2 separate regions of the Sus scrofa genome follow, and region 2 is linked to region 1. The links are chromatin contacts, called in public HiChIP or PLAC-seq maps. All regions are on one chromosome and are shown on one strand. Each heading gives the region's core, a stretch centred on a gene start, on an enhancer-like site or on the middle of the called end of the contact. The rest is flanking DNA. Distances are from core to core; before and after follow the strand shown. Region 1 holds the start of SETD1B (histone-lysine N-methyltransferase SETD1B). Region 2 holds the start of KDM2B (lysine-specific demethylase 2B).

Region 1 (6,251 bases), core at 3,354-5,853:
CGTTGCCGTGAGCTGTGGTGTAGGTTGCAGACGCAGCTCGGATCCCGAGTTGCTGTGGCTCTGGCATAGGCTGGCAGCTACGGCTCCGATTAGACCCCTAGCCTGGGAAACTCCATATGCCACGGGAGCGGCCCAAGAAATAGCAAAAAGACAAAAAAAAAAAAAAAAAAAAAAAAAGAAATCAAAGACTTTCAAATGATCTTGGGAGTGAGGCATGGCCAAGGGCCTTGTCCCCCCAGCCTCTTCACATTTTAAGCTTTAAACAGTGTGACATGGTAAAATGCCTAATAAACAACCCAGCAGACCAGCAAGTCTCTTCACTCTGGCAAAGCTACCTCTGAGGGTGGCTGGGCTGATGCTGAGGAAGGAGCTGGGATGAGAACCTCCCCATGACAGGTGATCCAGGTGAGTGTCCGGGAAGGCAGGATGGGGAAGGGATCAGTCTTGCTCTAGAAGGAGGAACTTGAACTCTGCTTTCTGGGGGTAGAGGGGTGCATAGGACACCAGACATAGGGCCCTGGACGCAGCAGTGTTTGGCTCTGGTTTTGTGGGAATCCCAGCCTGTGTAGGGAGAGAACTGAGGGCTGTGCCAGAGAAGAGCTTTGGCAAACTGGGCTTTTAGACCCCTGCTGGAACCTGTGGTGGGCATAGCCAGGCTCCTTTCCCTCTGAGGCCCTGATGTCTAATGCTGGAGATGGTAAAGTGGGGTGGGGGGCACCTCAGAGAGCTGGTGAAGGGGTGAGGGGTGAGGGGTAGGGAGGTGGGGGAAAAACTGACAGCCATGAACCCACCTGTAGGGTCTCATTCACGATTGGAGAGACGGCGTCCAGCTCTCCCACTGGGAGGGTTTGGGGTGTGTATCGGCCCGTGACCAACAGTTCGTAGAACCGCATGCGGGTTTCCCCTGTGAGAAGATGAAGGAGGACTCAGTGAGGCTCCAGGATGGGGAAGCCCCCACAGGTGGGCACCCTTGTGCCTGGGACCCCAAGCCTGGGGAAGTGGTGGGACCCAGCCAAGTTCCTACTTCTCTCTCTCACTCAGGAGTCTTGTCTGAATCAGCTTCAATGAAGCTGCTAAACTATATGATTTTTCTGATCCTGACATTCAGAATGTCATGCCTCGTGGGGCTGGGACTCCCCTAAATACAGAAATGCCACCCCCAACACAAGGCCCCTTCCTGTCACCTGGGCCATGCTACTCAAAGAGAGTCAGGTAATCCCCATCCTCTGACCTTCCCACTTAATAGCCAGGGCCTTGTAGCAAGGAGAGAGGAGACCAAGTGACACGGAGGAGACTGTTTGTTGTTAACTCTCTCAGGTGACCAGCCCACTTTGTAAAATACACTTTAGTAGGGCAGTTACTGGGCAGTCCACATGCCTCCTCTGGCCCACTGAGCCTAGTCAGGTACCCTCCTCCCCACCCCCACCCCCCAGCAGAGAGAGGCCTCTATAGACCAGGGGGCCTAGTATCATATTTATAGAGCCCTCTGAGGCAGCTGCTTACATATGCAAAGGAGACACATTCCTTGAGCTACTCTTTACCATCTCTTTCTTGAAACACAAACTTAGTGGCAGTCTCTAAGGGCCTTTTTTTTTTTTTTTTTTTTTTTGCAGAAATGAAATCTTGGTGAGGGATGGCTGCTCCTTAAAATGTGCATGTGCATGTGCTGATGTGATGGGGGAGGGGGCTCCACATTTGATTCTCAGGGAAAAATTGGCCTGCAGCCACCAAAGGATTCTCCCCCCAACATTGACTGAGAAACTAGAGAAGGGGGTTGAGGGGGGCTGTGGCTTGGACAGGAAACTAGCTTGTGCCCTCTGGAGGCTCAGGACTAGGGACAGGTTGGGCAAGAGTTTGTGGGATGACTGTGCCCACCCCGGAGCAGCATCCCTCCACAAGCCCCAGCAGGGTCTCAAGCCCCTAAACCTCCTGCTCACAAAACCCCTGGAAGCCACCAACCTAACCCTCCCAGGCAGGATTTCCCAGGGGACCCTGCAGGGGCTCTGGACCCAAAACTGTCTGCTCAGTCACAAGGATAGCTGGACCTCAGAGTACCTGGCACTTTCCTCTATATCTATGGGAACTTCTCCAGAGAGCCCCCCAGCCAGCACAGAGGAGGAGTCTCTCAGGACCCTGAGGGTGGGAGGTATGGCTTCTCCAGCCCAGCTCTCCCAGCAGCTGCTCACAGGCTCAGAGTGAGCACAGAGCGGGATTCCGGTGCATGAGAGATGGTGCTGTCTCTTTAAGAGAGAGGAGGGAAGACACGGTGTCAACCCTTGAGCACCCAGAGCAGCCGGCCCAGCTCTATCGGGAACATTATCAATGAAACCGCACTCTACGCCAATGGGTTCCTAATTCCTGGGGGAAGGGGCAGCATGTGAGGGAGGGGCAGTCTGGATCCCTGGAGGACTCCCCTTTTAGTGGCAGGACCAATTCTTTGCATATTTAAATGCATCCTAGTGGCTCTTTCACAGCCCCCCACAAATAAACAAACCCTGCCTCCTCTCCCAACACAGACAGCAACATTGGGGACTGTCTAAACCCAGCCACCAGGGCTCCTACAGGAGCCCATGGGGGTGTCAGCAGTGGGAAAGCCTCCGGGTGGTCCCTAGGGCTGCAGTGGCCAAGGACTGGGCACATTTGGTAAATTATAGCTTGTTTCCTAGCAACAGACAACACATTTAGCCCCACGTGACTCTACCCTCAAGAGGGGGGCAAAAGAAAAATAATGTTGTAGGGGGGCCCCCAAAGAAGAGTGAGGGGCTCCCCAACACTGCAAGAGGGATTCTGGGAGGGAAAGAGTCACACTGACAGGTCCTGCAGTTCCTCCGCAGCGGCCGCGTTGGGCGGACCTCCACTCACCTTTGGTGTCCAGCTCCACGTGGATGATATTGCCCATGACTGAAGTGCTATGCAAGTGCTGAACCGCCTCCTTGGCTCCCCTGACCGTGGCAAAGACCACTTTGGCAATGCCCAAGTGCTTCTTGGTCTTGGGGTTGTACAAAATCTCCACCTCCTCCACCTCCCCATACTTCTTGCACATGTCCCTCAGGAAGTTTTCACGGATGTTATCATTCAGCTTGGCAAATGTCACCTGCTTCGGAGGCACTGGGCCCACGTAGAACTCATCGATCTGACAGGGGACGAGGGGGAAGGGAATTTGGAGAACATTGAAACCAAAGGGAAAACACAACATTCCCCACTCGGCTGCCCTCTGAAAACAATGAAGGGTAAGTAAAAAAATAAATTTTTTTTTTTGGGGGGGAAATGCACGCGGGCGGGCCCGGGAAGCAGAGGATTAAATCGTTTGGAACGTGGAAGTCCTCTGGGTTCGAAAGGAAAGGGGAAAAAGAAACAGTTTCTCTTTCCCCACCCCCCATTCTGGCCTCCTCTCCCAGCTGCCGGGCAGGGGCGACCCCTTGGGCTAGGAAGTTGTCCCCCTAAAGCCACAAGGCTGGGGAGGGGGGCGGGTCTCCGGGGCCGAGTCAATGGGCTGTGAGGAGCCAGGTGGGGACCCGGAGCCCCCATCTGGGCGGGCAGGACACTGTATCAACGCCTAGATTACAGTTTCACCGAGTGTTATTATGTTAACAGCAGCCGAGAAGGGACACCCCTCTGGCAGCAATCTCCCCCTCTCCGCCAAAACTTCCCCGGCCCCGGCCGCCGCGGACGGCGGGAACTCAGAATCAGGCTGGGCTCGGTCAGGACTGGCGTTATTTTCGAACTCGGGGAGTAGGGAGGCGGTGGAAAGGACGCGGGGCAAAGGGGAGGGGTGCTACCTTGAATTTAGGCACCGAAAGCTCCAACTCCTTGTTTTTGGTCCAGATCCCGACGACCCGGGGATCTTCGACAATTTCCACAGGGCGGTTGCTGGACATCTGTGGGGAGGAAGAGTGGGGCGGAATGAGTGGGCTGGCCCCACTCCCCAGGGACAGACCCCCCCCCCTCCAAGCACTTGTCAAACTCCAGGACTGGGGACCCGGCTGACAGTTGGCGGGTGGTCAGGAAGGGGGGGGTGTTCCCGGACCGCTCGGACCCCTCTCCCCGGCACGGCTCGCGGGTGGGTGAGGGCGGCGGGGAGGCGCGCCGGCTACTCACCGCCAGGCTGAAATGCTGCCCATCGTAGCGATACAGTTTATGATGCCCCTTTTTCAAAGCCGGGTCAATCATCAACTTGTAACTTCTCCAATGGTGGTTCCTCCTCTCGCCCGAAGGGCCGGGCTGCGGCGGGGGCTGCTGGTGGTGGTGGTGGGGGGGGTGACTGTTCTCCATGCCGTTAACCCAACCTGAAAACGAGCAAGTTGTTGTCGTCTCCGCCGCGGCGGCGGCGGCGGCGGCGGCCGCTTCTACACACACGCTAAAGAATCAAATCGTCCAGCCCCCACCCCCTCCCACCTTACCAGCGCGCCCCAAAAGGAGCTGTCTCGCTGGCTCCCCCCAAAATAAGAATGGAGCGAGAGAATAACCCTTCCGGAGAATTAGGCGCCCGCCCGCTCGGCCACCGTCTCGGGGCGGCTGCGAGGAGCTCCTGGGGCCCCCTGGTGCGGGCTGGAGGGGCCCGGGGCACCCGGAGGACGCGGGCTCCGGCCCATGGTGCCCGCCCGGCCGCCCGGCCGCCCGGCGTGGCGCTAGCTCGCTCGATCGGCCCGGCTCAGGCGCGGGGCTCGCGGCAGGCCTGGCGCCGCCCGCCCGCCCTCCCGCTCGGCCGGGGCCGGGGCTGGGGGCTCGGGCCGCCTGGCTGCCGGCCGCGGCCTCTCCCTCCCCGAGCCGCGCTTACATCCCCGCCGGGCGCCGGCCTCCCTGCGCCGCCAGCCAGTACATGGTGTCCCCCGCGGGAGCCGAGGCCGGGGCGGCCGGACGGGGGGCCAGGAGGGGGGAGCGCCGCCGCCGCCGCCGCGGCTGCCGGGCCCGGAGCTGCTGCCGCCGCCGCTGCTGCTGCTGCTGCTGCTGCTGCCCGGGAGGCGGCTGGCGGCGGAGGCTCGGCTCCCAGTAGCCGCACATCCCACAATACACCGCTAAGGAGCCCGACCCGAGCGCTCACCCTCCTCCTCTTCCTCCTCCTCCTCCTCTTCCTCCTCCCCTCTCCTTCCTCGCCGCTTCCCCAGGCACTCTCCCGGCGGCGGCAGCTGCGCCGCCAAAGCCCCGGGCCCCAGCGGCCCCCCACCCCTCACTCGCGCGCTCCCACACTGCCTCCCCCCTCCCCGGGGGAAGGCCTTTTAATTTATTTATTCTGCTGGGACTTAGGTGGGGGGCTTGGCTGGCGGGGGAGGGGGTCTCCCCGGGCTCTACCTCCCGCGGCTGGGGCTACCCTCCGAGCTGCGGCCGCCTCGGCTTGCGCCTCGGACCTCCAAAACTGTTTGCAAACTGACAAGACCCGAGGTGGGAGCTCTGGGGAAAGGGCTGGGTTTTGGGGTGTGTGTGTGATTGTGTGTTTGGACGCTGGGAGCCGTGAGGAGAGGCAAGGCGGCTCCAAGACGAGTTGCAATCGAGGTATCTCGGCTCCGGCTTCCTCTTCTGCCCCGCGACCCCCTCCCCCCGGAGCTGAGCTGGGGAGGGGAAACCAGGATTTTAACCAAATTAGCATTCACATTCCTGGGAGGATGCAGCCCTTGCCTGGACCTGGGTGATAGAAGCATTTTTCTCTGTTTTTATTTTTGGAGAGGAGCGCCCTGTAATTGTCGAGAACACATGCTTCTCTCCCCGCGCCACCCCCCTTCCTCTAGCCACCAGCGGAGAGAGTCCCCCTTTTTTGCATTTATCTTTCCTTCCCCTTTCTTTATTAAAGGTCCGGGAGTGGCGGCGGCCAATCAGCGTGCGGCTTCCATTTTGTGAGTTCAACTCCTAGGCTCCCGGGCTTCTCGAGGACGCTTTTGCAGCCCCCTCTGCCTTTCCTGTCGGGCGGCCGAGGCAGGGGAACCGCCTCGTTGGGGCTTCGTGGTGGTGTATTTCATATTGGGGCTCTTTTCGGGGTTTGTAATTTGGCAGTGGGTAGGTAATTGGCTAGAGCAGGGCGGCAGGGCGCGGCAGCCAATGAGAGCTCGGCTTCTATAGGGCTTGAGTTATTAGACGCTGATCTCAAAACATCCTTCATCAGACACCAAGGAGAGGCCAACAGATGAGGGGAGCCATTTTTCTGCAATGGAATTAAATGGCCAAGTGGGTTTTTCCTTTGTTGCAAATGGGGAATGTTTTTCCTTTGACTCCACCATCCAGTTCAGGACGCCTCAGTGTTGTGTTTAACATTTGTCAAC
Region 2 (6,271 bases), core at 3,482-5,981, 170 kb after region 1:
AGTATTCTGTACCCTGGGTTTTTTTCCCCACCTTTTTTGGTTTTAATTTAAGGATATCATGAAATTATTTTACATAAGTACATACAGAGCTATCTTATTTACTTATTTATTTATTTTTTTCTGCACTGGTAGCATAGGGCAGTTCCTGGGTAGGCCAGGGATCTGAACCAGAGCTGGATCCTTAACCCGCTGTGCCATAGTGGGAACTCCTAGAGCAATCTTATTTTTTAATGATTTGATAGCATATCATTGGGCAGACAAATTGTCCACTAATCATTTAATCAGTTCCCCAACTTTCAGGTTATTTTTAGTCTTCTCCTATTGCAAACAGGGCTACAATGGATCACATCTTTGTGTATGAGGCTAAGATATATACCAGGAAGTGGTTATCCATCGTCTAAGGCTTCCTGCCCCATCGCCAATTATCAGCCCTTGAGAAGTTTGTCAGATCCGGGCAGGCAGGACAATTTCATATCCAGTTGGCACCTTCAGATGTCTACAGTGCCATGCTCTTGGCAGGCACTCAGAGTAGGTGCTTTAAGGGCTGACATTCCAGACTTGTACATGGTACCAGATGGCCCCTTCCAGAAGACCTCTGCAGATGTCCCTGGCCTCCTCCCCATAAGACAAATTCTGGAAAACACTCCAAGTTTGCACTGTCCATGAAACTTAAATTTATATGTTATGGTTATTTAAATTCATACAGTTATTTCATATATATAATATATATTTTACATAACTTAAATTTACTTAAAATTAGGCAGAACTTCTTTGCCTGCCTGGATATATCTCTCACAAGTGTCCTATCTTATTTTTTTATTTTATTTTTTTGTCTTTTGACCTTTTAGGGCTGCACCTGTGGCATATGGAGGTTCTCAGGCTAGGGGTCTAATTGGAGCTGTGGCCATCTGCCTATGCCAGAGCCACAGCAATGTCAGATCCGAGCCAAGTCTGTGACCTACACCACAGCTCACAGCAATGCCGGATCCTTAACCCACTGAGCGAGGCCAGGGATCAAACCTGAAACCTCATGGTTCCTAGTAGGATTTGTTCCTGCTTCGCCATGATGGGAACTCCACAAGTGTCGTATGTTAATAGATCTATTTTAAAAAAGACGAATAAATTTACTTTGAAATTCGATATTCATTTCTTTAATCCCATGACCCACATTTCAAATGCTCAATAGCCGCATGTTTATACTAGATTGCACAGACAGAACAGTTCCACCATCCTGTTCTAAAGGACAGCCCTGCAGGGAGGCATAGTGGTAAATCCTGTGGGCTCTAAAAGCCCTGGGTTCAAATCCTGTCTTTGCTATTTCATAGCCCTAAAAGGTGGGCAAGTTACTTGACCTCTCTCTTTTTGTTTGTTTGTTTTGTATTTTTAGGGCCGCCGTCCTGAGGTATATGGAGATTCCCAGACTAGGGGTCTAATCAGAGCTATAGCTGCTGGCCTACACCACAGCCACAGCAACTCGGGATCTGAGCCACCGCGTCTGCTACCCACACCACAGCTCACGGCAACACAGGATCCTGAACCCTCTGAGTGAGACCAGGGATTGAACCCGAAACCTCATGGTTCCTAGTTGGATTGTTTCTGCTGCACCAGGACAGGAACTCCTACTTGACCTCTCTTTGAGACTGAGCTATAAAAGTGGCCAATTACAGAACCCTCCTCATAGAACTTTGATGAGGTTCAGAGAGAGAGCAAATGTGAGAGGCTTTGCTCAGAGACAAAGTAAGTTCTCAAAAATCAGGAGCTAGTATAATTATACATGAATATGGCAGCTTCAGTTTCTAACAGCTGGAAAATCTTGGATTCTGGGGTATCAGCCTTTCCTAAATTCCTGGGAAGCGGGTGGCTCACCCCCTGCCCAGCCCAGAGGAAGTCTACAATTGGAGCTATCTTCTCTGCTCAGTCAACCTTTGATGAATGAAGAAATGAATGAATAGGCCAAAACAGCCAGGATCTGACTGGGCCTTTTTTAAGAATGAGCAAGAGGGTCCGGGAAGTCATTATTGTTATGTTTCAAATACAACAGGCCCAGTCTTTTTTTCCTGCAAGAAAACAAAACAAAACAAAACAACCAAACTCTCCTGAGTAGTCACCTTAAACTTCCCTCCCCTCTCTCACCTACCGGCCATTCTCTGGGACATTTACCCAAGGAAGGAGCTCAGGGGTCTTGGCCCCTCCTCCTTTGGCCCAAAATAACCTCCTCCCCCCACTTTGAGCAAATGCCTGGAATTCTTTCAACAGGAGGACAAAGCCTTTCATCTGCCAATTACTGATAAAGGGAAAATGCAAATATTGCTGGGGAAGGTGATCCATCAAGGGCCCAACATTTATGGAGTGACCACTTAGGACTAGGCGGCAGGGTAGGCATTCTGGGGGCGTCAAAGGGGAACAAACCCCCCCGGCTGGCCCATTCTTCTCTCTGGTCTGTGGTTTCCTGGCGGTTTGTAAAGGGAGGGGATTAAATTAGGTGACTACTCAACCCCTTCCCACTCTGACAGCCCAGGAACTCCCCACTGGGGTGATATATGGACTTAACAGTTTTTACACTAACGTGTCTGCCATCAGGTCTTTTCCTGACACCAGCTTTTGGGGACACCATGAGACCACATGGGGAGACAGAAAAGGGTCTCTGGGAGGAAAGGAGAATGGAGATCTAGTGTTTTATTTCCCAGTTTTGCTTTACTGCCCTTAACGCATGACCTTCCAGCCCACTGCATCCTCCTTTGAATATGTTTATCTCATTATGTTGGAGCAGCGAAGATGGTCAACATCCAAAAAAGGATGTGATGGCACAGCCAGGAGGCTCCAGTTTGAGCCCCAGCAACCTCCTTCACAAGCTGTGTGATCTTGAGTGACTGGCTTTCCCTTTCTGTTTCTTTATCTGCAAAATGAGGAATAACAAGGCTGTGTCCCTTAAAGGGTTCTGGTGAGAAAGTGAGAAGCAAATAAAACGGTCCCTGGTTCTTGGCACAGGCTGAAGGCAAAACCTTCCTTACTCCCACTAAGCCAAGGTGGGCAATATCAGCCTGGAAAAAATTTTAATGTTTGTCAGCTCGTGACTTGGATTAAGACAAACTTCAAAGGGTGGGTTAACACACACACACACACACACACACACACACACACACACAGAAAGACAGGACAGAAAACTTCATTGTGAGGGGTAAGCTGTCTCTGAAGGTGACCAATTCTGAGCTGACGGTTCACATCTGATCTCTGTTGGGGAAGCCACTTCCTCTCCACAAGTCTGTCTGATTACTGTGTTGACATGGGGAGGATATGAGGGTTACAGCAATTATCCAGGTTCAAAATTTCTCAGAGCCTCAGTTTCCCATTTGCAAAATGATGTGCTCCAACTATCCCACAGGATTCACGATAGAAGCAAAATTTAAAGTATGGGAAGTTTTTCGTGCAAAGCCTGCTCTGAGCAGGTAAAATGTTCCTTTATTGTAGCCCTGGGGCCATGCCACCTCATCCGGATCTTACCCCCAAGAGCAGGGCCTAGTTGGGCTAGAAGTTAGGGCCAGCTTTTCTCACAGTCAAAGTCGACCTGACTGTTGTTCTTGATGGACAACACATTCAGGGTTCCAGTTTTGGGGAACCCGAACCAGCGAACTAGGTTTGTGGGCAGGGAAGCATATCCAGATCTAACGATACTCCATATACGTCCAGAGGGTGCCCATACCTCTGTCAAGCAGCGCTGTAGGATTAATCAAGGGGAGCCCAAAGTTCCCCATGCCCCATCCCAGCGCCTTGCACCTTTCCACCGACTTTTCTCCTATAAACAGCCAATAAGGGCTTACCCTTCGCATGTCTGCCAGCTGCGTTAGGAGGCGCCAGATCCGATTCTCTCGGTAGTTCACTCCTGAGCATCTATTTCCTCCTCTTGGCGAGCGCAGGGACCTTTAAAAAATGTCCAACTTCTGCTCCAGGGCTTGTCGCCTAGTAAAGGTCTCCACAGACGCGGGCAGAATGAATGAATGAAAGGCAATGTCTTCCGGTCAGCTCGGGTCTGAAAAGGCTCTGCTCTGGCTGTATTTCTGTACCTGTGTGTATGTGGATCCTTATCATTGAGTCCTGGAGTTTAACAGTTGTGCAGTCCGTACAGGTATGGAGCTGCGCTAATTTCTTCCTGAGCCCCCAAATGCCTCCTCCATCGAGCAGGTCCGCTTATGGGGGCCTGGAGAAGACCCCCCAAAAAGTGGCAGCAAAGAAAAAAAAATTATATATACACAAAATGCTTTCAGTTTGGGTCGGCCACGTAGGTAACGGGGTGGGGTGAAATGAAGGAAGAGGGTTAACCCGTGGGGGCCAAGGGCAATGGGGGAAGGGATTGAGGTGGGAGGTCGTTTTTGGGGGTGCCAGACCCTGGAGGCTTTCACGCCAGCAAGCTCGGCTTGCATTTCCGCGCCTCCCGCTGAGGCCAGCCGTGCAAATCTGCACCTCCCTCCCTACCCCCTCCTCTCTCCCTCCCTCCCTGCCCCGCCATCTCCGGGATGCGCCCGCCGCCTGCAACTCAGCCCTTCCAAAAGTCAGCTCTGCACACAACTCCCGGGCGGCGGCGGCGCCTGCGTGCAGAGGCGCACTCGTGACCCAACAACAAAACAGCGATGCCAGGGCGCTAACGGCGCCCGGTGCCTCCCGGGCGCCCTCCCCTCCCCACGCCTCCTCTGGCCGCCGCCCCCGCCCCCCCCATCCCGGGAGGAGTGCCCCCACCATCACTAGCCGGGCCGCGGGCTCCGAGCGCGATCGGCAACAATGTTTACGTTCCGGGGATTATGACGTCGACGCCTCCCCCCCCACACAACTGCTGAAAATGGTTTCCTAGGACTTTGCAAACGGATCTGCTTAAGTGTTGGTGCAAAACTTTGTAGATCTCGGCTCTGGCTTGCTTTATTTATTTATTTTTTGGCTTGTTTTCTTTGGTCTTCCCTCCTTCCCCCCTCCGCCAATATGCAGGGGGCAGGAGTGTTGACAATTAATTGGTGAACTCTCCTAAAAAAATGGAGGCAGAGAAAGACTCTGGAAGAAGATTGGTGTGTAGCTTTTTTTTTTTTCCCCAAATCTGTATCTGGTATATGATAGATCTATTTTTTTGTTGTTGTTTCTTGCTGCCTTTTCTTTCCTTTTCTATATTTTGCAAGAGGACCGGAAAAAAATAATAAATTGCATGCAAAAGGAAGCAAGCAGCTTACTCCTCCAGTCCCTTGTGAGGCTCAGAGTCTCAGACACTTAAGTGGGGAGATGGTAGCGGGGGAAGGCGTGGAGGGGGGTTAAGCGGGCTCGGGGTTCGCCCGGATTCTGGGGGGCTGCGAGGCCGGGCGCTCGGCGGTGGAGGGAGGAGGCAGGGGATGCGGGGAGTGGTGGGGGAGTCTCCTTAGGAAGTGAGTGTGCGCGCGCGCTTGTGGGGAGATGAGGCAGCTGCTGGTGCGTTTTGGGGTCTCCGATGGGAGCTTTGTGGCGGGCCGTCTGCCTCTCCCCTTCCCAAGCCCGGAACCCCTCCTCCCACCTCTTCTTCTTGCACTGGCGGGCGGTCGGCGGGGGCGGCTGGGGTCTCAGTCCTTCCATTTCAGCTTTCCAGCTTCCCCGGTAGCTCGGGGGCGGCTCCAGTCTTAGAAATGCCGCCGGCCCCGGGTTCCGGCTTCCCGGCTCTGCGGCCGCGGCCGCCAGGGCTGCTGTTAGCGCCGAGCCGGGCGCTGTGGCGGCTCCTCCCGGGGCCTACAAATGCCCCGCCAGCCCGTGCGCGGAGCCCCCCTCGCGGGTTACATAACCAGGCTCTCGGCCGAGTGGGCAAAACTCAACACCTCTCGGGGGAGGGGGGGGGGAGGCGAAGTCCCCAGATATCCCTTCCATGGCCTCCAAAGATGCAGGAGGGGAAGTGCCCTGTATTGGGAGCAGCCTGACCCTGGGGGTGCGGGCCCCTCTCAGTATCCTGATTTTCAGCATCTTGGGCATTTGCGCAAAGTTGCTCCGGTCGCAAAGGTGGGGTGCAGGGGGCGCGCGGCTCCTGCACCTGTTCGATCTGGGCCCAGGATGAAAGGCGACCCCCAGTTCCCCCAATAATGTCCTGGGCTCTTTGGTTTGGGTCCCTGCAGCGCCCGATTGACCGCCAGAGATACGACGAGAACGAGGACTTATCGGACGTGGAGGAGATCGTCAGCGTCCGCGGCTTCAGCCTGGAGGAGAAGCTGCGCAGCCAGCTGTACCAGGGGGACTTCGTGCACGCCATGGAGGGCAAAGGTGAGGCGCCCCTCCT

What was found. HiChIP or PLAC-seq counts read pairs in DNA pulled down with a chosen protein or histone mark.
Region 2: a contact with region 1 is called in an H3K27ac HiChIP or PLAC-seq map of alveolar macrophages. The contact joins the promoter of KDM2B here to the promoter of SETD1B in region 1. A contact is called at or near these places in 3 of 47 Hi-C or Micro-C datasets (epiblast stem cells, heart right ventricle and liver) and 1 of 2 datasets of contacts at active chromatin or transcription factors (alveolar macrophages).

Annotation. Positions count from the first base shown.
Region 1 is chr14:30,880,989-30,887,239 of Sscrofa11.1, forward strand. SETD1B (histone-lysine N-methyltransferase SETD1B) reads right to left here and starts at 4,604. Exons shown (of 19, transcript XM_021073231.1): 1 at 4,401-4,604; 2 at 4,099-4,286; 3 at 3,780-3,878; 4 at 2,863-3,133; 5 at 792-904. The coding sequence starts at 4,272. It also overlaps a transcript of RHOF not described here.
Region 2 is chr14:31,052,522-31,058,792 of Sscrofa11.1, forward strand. It overlaps KDM2B (lysine-specific demethylase 2B), which reads left to right and starts at 4,732. Exons shown (of 24, transcript XM_021073427.1): 1 at 4,732-4,869; 2 at 6,111-6,255. The coding sequence starts at 6,243.